Regions from separate parts of the Sus scrofa genome. Here regions 2 and 3 are each linked to region 1. Evidence: chromatin contacts called from public Hi-C and HiChIP or PLAC-seq data. All regions are on one chromosome and are shown on one strand. The core of a region is the stretch at or near the end of the contact, and the rest is flanking DNA. Distances in the headings are between cores, read along the strand shown.

Evidence for each region. Hi-C and Micro-C count contacts between places; a contact is called where the count stands out from the background. HiChIP or PLAC-seq counts read pairs in DNA pulled down with a chosen protein or histone mark.
Region 2: a contact with region 1 is called in an H3K27ac HiChIP or PLAC-seq map of alveolar macrophages. The contact joins the promoter of LOC100624467 here to the promoter of LOC102158906 in region 1. A contact is called at or near these places in 1 of 5 promoter capture datasets (liver), 4 of 47 Hi-C or Micro-C datasets (alveolar macrophages, embryonic fibroblasts, heart right ventricle and 1 more) and 1 of 2 datasets of contacts at active chromatin or transcription factors (alveolar macrophages).
Region 3: a Hi-C map of embryonic fibroblasts shows a contact between it and region 1, with 2.8 times the contacts expected there. The contact joins the promoter of LOC110261291 here to the promoter of LOC102158906 in region 1. A contact is called at or near these places in 1 of 5 promoter capture datasets (fetal skeletal muscle) and 1 of 47 Hi-C or Micro-C datasets (embryonic fibroblasts).

Annotation. Positions count from the first base shown.
Region 1 is chr6:57,127,882-57,130,964 of Sscrofa11.1, forward strand. LOC102158906 (protein ZNF738-like) reads right to left here and starts at 1,394. Exons shown (of 8, transcript XR_002345350.1): 1 at 1,250-1,394.
Region 2 is chr6:57,256,958-57,260,385 of Sscrofa11.1, forward strand. LOC100624467 (zinc finger protein 347) reads right to left here and starts at 1,588. Exons shown (of 4, transcript XM_021097261.1): 1 at 1,085-1,588. LOC110261368 reads left to right here and starts at 440. Exons shown (of 3, transcript XM_021097569.1): 1 at 440-521; 2 at 1,034-1,620. The coding sequence starts at 440.
Region 3 is chr6:57,329,259-57,332,622 of Sscrofa11.1, forward strand. LOC110261291 (zinc finger protein OZF-like) reads right to left here and starts at 1,665. Exons shown (of 6, transcript XM_021097263.1): 1 at 1,589-1,665; 2 at 1,428-1,477.

The sequences.
Region 1 (3,083 bases), core at 144-2,643:
GTGTCGGCTGCAGACACAGCTGAGATCTCACATTGCTGTGGCTGTGGCAGTAGGCCAGTGGCTACAGCTCCAATTCGACCCCTAGCCTGGGAACCTCCATTTGCCATGGATGCTGCCCTAAAAAAAGAAAATAATGGAAAAGACTATTTCTTTCAAAAATGTATATGTATGTATAGCTGAATCATTTTGCAGTACAGCAGAAATTAACACAACACTGTAAATCAACAATACTTCCATAAAATATATTTTAAAAAATAAAGGCGGTTTTAAAAAGCACCATGTGGGGGAGCTCCCCTGTGGACTAGTGGTTAGGACTGACTGCTCAACCTGAGGTTCAATCCCTGGTTTGGGAACTGAGATCCCACAACAAGCAGCTACATACGTGATAACCAATCAGTTGCATTATCTGATGACAGAAATTCTTCCCCCATTTCTTGGAAGGGAAGAGAATGACCTGGAACAGACTGAGCTAAGTCTCCGCCCTCCAGAGGCATTTGGGTTGCAAATGAAGTCATCATCTGAAGCAATTATTCGAAAATGGAGATCTCTCAAATACCGACTGTTGCAACGGTCATTCTCTTCTGCGTACTTGTAAGAAGTAAACAAATTTTAAATAAATTAGCTTACAGAGACCCTAGTTAGTTCGTCACAGCTTAATTCTCCAGATTTAATCAACTCGATACTGATGACCCTGGATTTGGGTTCCCCCCTCTCCCCACCATTATGTGCTTGGTTCTCTATATACGTCTCTCTGGGTCCTTCTGCTTCTCTCCTTTGTTTCTACTCTTCATTCTGTCTCCCTCCCTCTCTAGTCCTCCTCCTCCAGCAGACTGTGTGGTCCCAATCTGTTTCCATCCCTGTCGCTGTTTCTCCCCACAGGTTCTGACGTCTCACTCACTGCATATATATCTACCTCTGTATCCCTCTCTGCTCTCCCTGGAAGGAGAAGTCGGGCGCTTACGCATCTCCCGAGTGAGGTCGTTACAGGGTGGAACTGGGCGGAGGGGTGGGGGTGGGGGCTGCTGAATCGGCAGTCAGACAAAGGTTTGAGAAAGGGTCCAGAAGCAAACAGGCCGCCCGAGGTGAGTTTCTATACGGACCGAAGGCAGAACACCGGGGCCGGCCTGCGCGGGAGTGATTTTTACCAGCGTCAGACCCAGACTCCCGACACACGAAGTCTTCCGGCGTCGCCGCGAGAGCCGAAAAGGGAGGAACCTAAGCGCCGGCGCCTTCAGGGAATATAACTTACCGAGAGACCCCGCAAGCTGGGTGTGGAGAAGCAGGGCCTGCGCATAGCGCGGTAACGAACCAAAATTCCGAGACGCACACGCCCCCGTGCGCCCGTCGTTTCTCAGGAACCGCTTCCGGGTCTAAGCGACCCGCGCGTGCGCACCAGGGCAGGGCCGCCAGGGGCGCGTCTGGGTCGTTGGCAGGGCGGGGCAGCGAGGTTGCTGGTGGGCGGCAGGTCTGGCCTTTTTCTCTCGGAGAGGCTCTGCTTCTCTGCTTTGGATCCTGTGAATGGGTCTCGTGTCCTTTAGAACCAGGCCATGTGCAGAATTAGAGACGCGCGGGCCACTAATGTTGGAACCGGAGAGTTGAGAACGGTTTGGCTGAAAACACCGAGCGGAGAAGACGCGGATGCTCGGAGCCGCGAGGCTGCGACCAGGGGGACCGCTGGGACCTGGGGGCGCGGCACGAAGTTGGGGGGCGGGGCTGGATCCGGGAATTTCTGAGACACGGGGCAGTTGTGGCTCCTTATTTAATGAAGCGAAAGCCTCAATTTTAGAGTGGCTGATGGAAATCCGAGCGTGGCAGGAAGTGCAAAATTGTTTCTGTGCGGAATTTGCAATGTTATACTCCTTTTCTTCAGAACATAACTTTCCCTTCTGTTCCCCATACACTTGGAGGCATAAGAAATCACTGGGAAAACTTTCAACCCCAAACCTGTCATTGTCTGAGGAACTCCTTTGGAGACACGAGCAAGCAATTGACTACAGTCAGGCTTTTGAGAATACCGCTATTAAATAATGCAAACATTTTAATTTTTCTTTACCCTTTGACCTGTATCTCGTCACAGTATATGACGAATAAGACCATTTATTGTCATTGTGATAGGAATTTCCATTTCCCAAATACCAACATCTCTGCTGTAGGTTTTGCTGCTTATTAACTTCTCATATGCACTATGGTATGTTTCTCAATTTTTAATGTCACTGATCTCTCTCAATCAGAAATGTCTCCTACGGATAGCCGCGCCCTCTTCTCTTGTGGCTGTTCTTTTTCTTTATTCTGTATGATTTTTCTGTAACATTGCAGGCTTCAGAAACTGAGTGTCGGAGTTCCCTTGTGGCACAGTGGGTTAAGCAGTGGCATTGTCACCGCTGTGGCCGGAACCGCTGCTGTGGCGCTTGGTTCCATCCCGAGCCCAGGAAATTCCACGTGCCTTAGGCACAACCAAACAACAACAAAACACACACAAAATTGAGTGCCTATATCAGGAACAGATTAAGTTTATAAATTAGCTTTGAAAACTGACCTCATCATAATGTTGAGGGTTTTTTTACCCAGGATATGATGTGGTTTTCCATTTGTTTATACATATTGCATATATTTCAGGAATGTTTATAGTTTTTCTCACATAAGTTTTACAAGTTTTTATTAGATTTACTCACAATTGGTTTATTTCATTTCAGGTTATGCTTTTCTAATTATAGTTCTCTGCACTGTAACTTGTAAATGATTGGGTTTTGTACCTACAAACGCTGTTTTTTAAATATTTATATTCTATGATCTCCCTGGTTTATTTGTTGTAGGTTTTCTATCTTTTGTGTTTCCAGATGTTTGATTCATCACGTATGCATCATCTTCAAGCATAGTGTTATGTCTGTCTTTCCAATTCCCATGCCAGTTGAAATTGCCCTGGCCAAACTTCCAACACAATGAGAAATGAATGGGACAGGTGATCTTATGGGTTTTGTTTTTGTTTTTGGCTGCGCCTGTGGCGTGCGCAAGTCCCCAGGCCAGGGATCTAACCAGAGCCACCACAGTAACAATGCCAAATCCTCAAGCTCTAGGCCATCAAG
Region 2 (3,428 bases), core at 338-2,837, 130 kb after region 1:
AACCTACCCCTTTTGCGTGCACACGCGCACACACACACACACACACACACACACACACACAGGGAAGACCTCACCATATGGGAGAGACAGGCCTCTGCTGCCCACTGTCCCAGGAGGGATTCAGACAAGTTTCTTATTTCTTGTTCTTGCCACTCAAGGCCGTTAAAAGAAACCCTAGCCCTTTAAGAGTTGCTTTCCAATTCCTGCAGATCTGGCTTTTTTACTCACTTCTCTATTTTATTCACCTGCGACTTTCAAAGCTAAATCTATTCCATTTTACTGCCTCTTTACAAGTCCCTCACCCATCCTCTAAGTCCCCATTGGTTTTCCCTCATTCTTTCCTCCTTTTCAGTTTTCTATTTTTGTCTCAGTCGCTTTCTGTCTCTGCTTCTCCTGATCCGCATCGCCCACGTATTTACCGAGATGGTGACTGAATAAAATGCCCGCCTACTGGAAAAACACATTTTCCAGCGGGGTGGAATTTGGGACCGTAGAACACTGGGCGTCACACGGTGGCCCAGGTCACCTCCCCTTTCGCGGGGTGCGGGGAAGGGTTGACTCCGCAGGGGAGGCCTGCGGGACAGAAGGACCGGCCTGAGGAGCCGCGAGGACAGAGGGGCTGGACGGAGGGTGTCTCAGGAGAGGGCGGGTTCCCGAATCCCAGGACCAGGGCGAGGACGCGGACTCTCCGGGAGCCGGGCGGCTGGAGCTGCCCTCCAGGGGCGGGGCAGAAAGTCTGGGGGTGCGGGGGGGGGCTCCGAACCCACCTCTTGAAAGAGGGGTTTACCCCGGCGCGGGGGGGGGGGGACCCGCAGAGGTAGTGCGGGGTTTTATGAAAAAGAACCCAGCGAAAGAAAGACAGCCTCTACGTGGACCGAAGGCAGAAAAGCCAAGGGCAGGGACCAGCCTCAGAGCGAGTGCACACACCAAAGAAAAGATAACCCGACCAGGAACGGCAACATCTGGATCTACTAGGGGCGGGGGCCCGGGCGCTGGGATCTTAGGCCTGAAGTCACTCCCACACCCTGAGGAGGGAGGAAGGCGCACCGCGAACACACATTTACACAAGAAAGGAGAAACTTACCCCGTCCAGCCGGACCTTCCCTTCACTCCCTGCTGTCCGCGGCTGCTCCCGCTCCTGCTTCCGCTTCCGGAAAAAAGGCGCCTGCCGAGCGCCAGGGGCGGGGCTTCCGGGCGGGGCCTGCGCTGAGCGCTGCGGGCCGGAGGGTCCGGGGCGGGGGTGGCGGGGGAGGAGGGAGACCAGATGTGCGCGGGGGCGAGGGGCCCCGGCGCTGGCCGGGGAGCGCGCTTCTGCGGACTTTGAAACTGCTTTTGTTTGTTTTTCTTTCTTTCTTTCTTTTTTTTCCCCGCCGCACCTGCGGCATATGGAAATTCCCGCTCGGGGGCAGGGCGAATAAGAGCCGCAGCTGCGACCTACACCACAGCTGCGGCCGTGGGAGCCTTCCCCCCGCTGCGCCTGGCGGGCAGCCCAGGCAGCCTCGGAGAACAGCGACTCCCGGGCCCACTGCGCCTGGCCCGGGTCCCGCGCTGCGGCAGAGCCAGCCGGGATCCTTGCCTCGGCGGCGCCGCCGCACAACTCCTGCCACGGCTGCTTTTAAGGTAAAAAACTTCTACTTGTGTGGACCACTGATGTCATGGAATCTAAGACGTTTCCTCCTAAACAAGTTCAAACCGGTTTGAATTAAAAAGCTATTTTGGGAGTTCCTGCTGTGACGCAGTGGGTTGCCGCAGCTGTGGCATAGGTCGCAGCTGTGGCTTGGATTCAGTCCCTGGCTGGGAACTTCCATCTGCCGCGGGTGAGGCCATAAAAAAAAAAAAAAAAAAAAGGCTATTTTGCCAGCAGTTTGCTCACACGTCCTGCTTCTGCGGCTCAAGCAATTCAGCGGTTGGGAACGTTGGTCCAGGTGGCTGCTCTGGGGCAGTGCCTGGCTGTGGGAACATTTTCTGCAATTAGAATTAATATAAGCCTGCTACGGAAACAAGAGCTGGAATTTTCTCTGTATCACAAAGTAGAATGAGAAATATGAAACCCTCCCTGGGTAGAACGGGTTATTTCATGCTGAAACCGTACAAAACAGCTTTTCCTTTCCCCGCCTCATTCAGCCATGGGGTGGGGGGCAAACGCAACAAGCTCTCAGTGCCAGAGACTCAAGAACAAAACCTGGGGTCTGACGCAGGAGAATGAAGCCATCTGATACTTTGTTATTAAACATCGCTTTAAAAATAGCAATAAAGGGGGGGGGCAGTTTCCTGGTGGCACAGCAAGTTAAGGATATCTCATTGTTCCTGCTGTGGCTCTGGTTGTGGCTGTGGCATGGGTTCAATCCCTGGTGGGGAGCGTAGGCACGCTGTGGGCATGGCCAAAAAAAAATAGCAGTGCATTTTAAAAAATTGCTGTGGATTGCAGTGGGTTTTTTTCTAAAGGGTTTTATTTACCTCTTAAGATCACATTTTCCCCGAGTTATATTTCAGCGTCTCTGACGCATATCACTGTATGAGTTTAAGGTTTACAGCATAATGTTCTGACTTCTATGTATTGAAATGATTACTGCAGTAAGTTTAGTGTCCAACATTGCATACAGACACAATAAAAAAGCAAAAAAAAAATTTTTATCTAACTGCATAATTTTTTTAAAATACTTAGGAAAGGCATCTTATTGAAGAAAAGTAAATGCTTGAGAATGAAGATTGTAATATGGATACTTATATAGTATTTTTAATATAATTTTGATTTTAAGACAAAAATATTTTCTTCTGAACAATGAATTAAAAAGAAAAAATGGAAAACGATAATGGAAGAAAGAATTATTTCTTGTTTTCAGAACAGCACAGCTTTTTAAAATTAAAGTATAGCTGATTTACAATGTTGTGCCAGTTTCTTCTGGAGAAGAGCTTAAAGTATTTTTTTCTTTTTATGGCTGCACCTGCAGCATATGGAAGTTGGGTTAGGTGTGGAATTGGAGCTGCTGAGGCCTGTGCCACCGCCATGGCAACGCCGGATCTGAGCCAAAGCTTGTGACAATGCAAGATCCTTAACCCACTGAGGGAGGCCAGTGCATCCTCACTGACACCTTGTCCGGTTCCTAACACGCTGAGCCACAAGAGGAACTCCTAGAATCACATAACTTTATTTTATTTTATTTTTTTTTTGTCTTTTTGCTATTTCTTGGGCCGCTCCCGCGGCACATGGAGGTTCCCAGGCTAGGGGTCTAATCGGAGCTGTAGCCACCTGCCTACGCCAGAGCCACAGCAATGCGGGATCCGAGCCGCATCTGCAACCTACACCACAGCTCACGGCAACGCCGGATCCCTAACCCACTGAGCAAGGGCAGGGACCGAACCCGCAACCTCATGGTTCCTAGTCGGATTCGTCAACCACTGCGCCATGACGGGAACTCCACATAACT
Region 3 (3,364 bases), core at 415-2,914, 200 kb after region 1:
GGCTACAACCCTTCTATCTGGGTTGTGCTTCCTTTGCCGCCACACTCTCACACCCTCAGGGGGCTATGCTTACTTCCTGCTGGCTTTTTTCTTGGCTCCTCTCATTATTTCCAATTATGCCCAGTGTAGCAACAATGGGGCCCCTGTCCAGGGCCTGAACAAGGACTCCTGTCTAACACTCAGAAACATATCATCTGACGAGTGTGCTGACAAAGCAAAAGACTGTTCTGGAAGGAACACTCAGGCCCAGGGCAGTAGGGTGAGAGAACCGACAACTGCTCTGCCATGTGGATCATAGATAGTATCACCTTTTATGGGAATGGGGTCAGTTTCTGGGCTGTCTCTTGCTCTGCCCATATCCGATCTGACTCAGGGCCCTTCCTGGTGGCAAGTGACTCTCTCAGGCAAGATGGGTTCCAGCTCCAAGGCATCTGGGAGGTTGGTCCTCTCTCCTTCCTCAAGACTCCACCTGGTTGTTTTCCAGGCAGCACCACCTTCCTTATCAGGGCCCCCATTGAGAAATGTCTCATGCTAGCAGTAATTAAGCTGCCTGGCCAAGGTTTGTGGTTGGGGTCAAGAGTTTCCTAACACCAGCAACTGTTGCTATGAAGGCCAAGGTTCCAACTCTTTTATCCCAGCCACTCTCACTTTGCCTGAAATGCCTCACCGTTGTTATCCCCCCTTCTACCACTAATACGCTGCCGGTCTCTCAGGGATTTTCTCCAATTCCTGCTGATTCTCTTTTAATTACTTCTTTATTTACGTCTATCATACTGCAGCAGGTACAAGCATAAACCGCTGTTATGCCAGTGTCTCCCTAGAAGAGCTTCCGGCATCGCCTAAGTTACTATCGTCCTCTGTAATTCTTGTCTCCAGTTTCTCTCTCTCTCTGTCGCCCTCTGCACCTGCTTCTCCTGGATTCCCCTTGCCTACGTATTCGCAACTGAATAAAACGCTCGCCTACGGGAAGAGACCATTTTTCATCCGGAGATATCTGAGAAGGAACAGTACCCGGGGTCCCACGGCTGGTCAGGGTCACCTCCTCCTACGCGGGATGCGGGGAAGGGCTGACGACGCAGGGGAGGCCTGCGGGGCAGAAGGACCGGCCTGGGGAGCCGCGAGGACAGAGGGGCTGCAGGGAGGGAGGGTGTCTCAGCAGAGGGGGGCTCCCGAATCCCAGCACCAGGGCGAGGACGCGGCTTCTCCGGGAGCCGGGCGGGCGGCGCTGCCTCCAGGGCGGGGGGCGAGGTGGGGCGCGGGTCCTCTTCGCGGAAGAGGACTTTACGTGGGGGGTGGGGGCGACGAAGGCACTAAAGGTTTTTAAGCAGGAACGTATCTCGAAACGCAGCGTCTATGTGGACCTCAGGCAGAAAAGTCAAAGGCAGAGACTGGCCTCAGAGCGATTTCAAACCCAAAGGAAAACATACCTGACCCAGAACGGCGACGTCCGGAATTGCTCCGGGTGGAGACGCCGCTGCTGGAATAGAAACTCGACAGTCACTCCCAAGACTGTGAGGACACAGCAAGGGGCACCTCGCAGCCAAATTACACAAGAAAGGAGCAAAAAAAACCCGACCCGCTATCTGACCTTCACTTCCTGGACTGTTTCCCTTTCCCGAGGAAAATGTCTGCGCCGCGAAGAGGCGGGACTTCCGGGGGCGGGACCTGGGCGGGGCGCTGTCTGTGCGGGGCGGGGCCAGGAGCGACCCCTGGGCAGCACCTGAGCCGGGAAGGGCGGGTCCTTAAGGTGATTTCCTGCACCTGCTAACTTTAAGAGACTCTCTGCAACGGTTATAAGATAAATGCATAAAATCGTGGGGGTCAGTTACTTAGGAAACGAAGATTCTTCCTCTAAAGAGAGAAAAGTTTTCCATAAAATACTACCATGAAAAAGAACAGTATAAATGGAGTTTCCCTTGTTGCATAGTGGCTTAAGGATCCCGTTGTCTCTGCAGATGCTCTCATTGCTGCTGTGGCACGGGTTCCATCCTGACTCAGAAACTTCTACAGGAGTGGAACCAAAACAAACAAAGAAACAAAATTACACTGTGAGGCCGTCTGAGGGGGTCAAGGCCCAAAGCAAACATAGGCACTCTGCTCAAGCATGATATTCCGGGAGTTCCCGTCATGGCACAGTGATTAACGAATCCGGCTAGGAACCATGACGTTGGGGGTTCAATCCCTGGCCTTGCTCAGTGGGTTAAGGATCCGGCGTTGCCGTGAGCTGTGGTGTAGGTCGCAGACACGGCTTGGATCCTGCGTTGCTGTGGCTCTGGAGTAGGCTGACAGCTACAGCTCCGATTAGACTCCCCTAGCCTGGAAATCTCCATATGCCGTGGGAAGCGGCCCTAGAAAAGGCAAAAAGACAAAAAAAAAAAAAAAAAAAAAAAAAAAGGGCATGATATTCCAAGGTGCTGGTGACTACCTTCCTGGAACACAAAACAAATATTAGTAAGGATGTGGAGAAAAGAGAACCCACTTAAACTGCACCAATGCAAATTGGTGCAGCCACTGTGGAAAACTGGACAGTTTTCTCCGGCAATTAAAAACAGAACTTTCTTATGACGTAGCAGATCCACTCTTGGTTATATATCAGAGAATGAAATAAAATGATAGGATTTTCTTGGTTTTTGTTTTTCAGCCACAAACATGGCATGTGAAAATTCCCAGGAACGGGACTGAACCTAAGCCACAGCAGTGACCCAAGCTGATGAAGTCACAAAGCTTTCTGCACCACAAGGCAACTCCTGATTTATTTATTTATTTTTTATTACTCAATGAATTTATCACATCTGTAGTTGTATAATGATCATCACGTCCAGTTTCACAGGATTTCCACCCCAAACGCAAGCACATCCCCCACCCCCCAAACTGCCGACTCGATTTTTTTTTAGCAAATAGCCTAATTATGAAGAAAAAATACATCTTATTGAAAATGGGTAAAAAATGTGTTTTGCTCTAGTCTGAACATTTGATGTCCTTACTGAAGAGATCAATTGTATCTACTCAGAAAACAATGCTGGTCTGCTGACTCTGGTGAAAATAATTTCCCTCCTCATTAAAAAAAAAAAAAAAAAAAAAAAAAGAAAGTAGCATTTAAGGAGTTCCTGTTGTGGCTCAGCAGAAACGAACCCAACTAGTATCCATGATGATGCAGGTTCAATCCCTGGCCTGGCTCAGTGCGTTAAGGATCTGGCAGGCCATGAGCTGAGGTGTATGTCAAAGGCCAGGCTCAGAACTGGCATTGCTGTGGCTGTAGCATGGGCCAGCATCTGCAGCTCTGATTTGACGCCTAGACTAGGAACTTCCATATGCCTAGGGTGGCCCTAGGGGGAAAAAAGCAACAACTCATGAATGCAGGTTT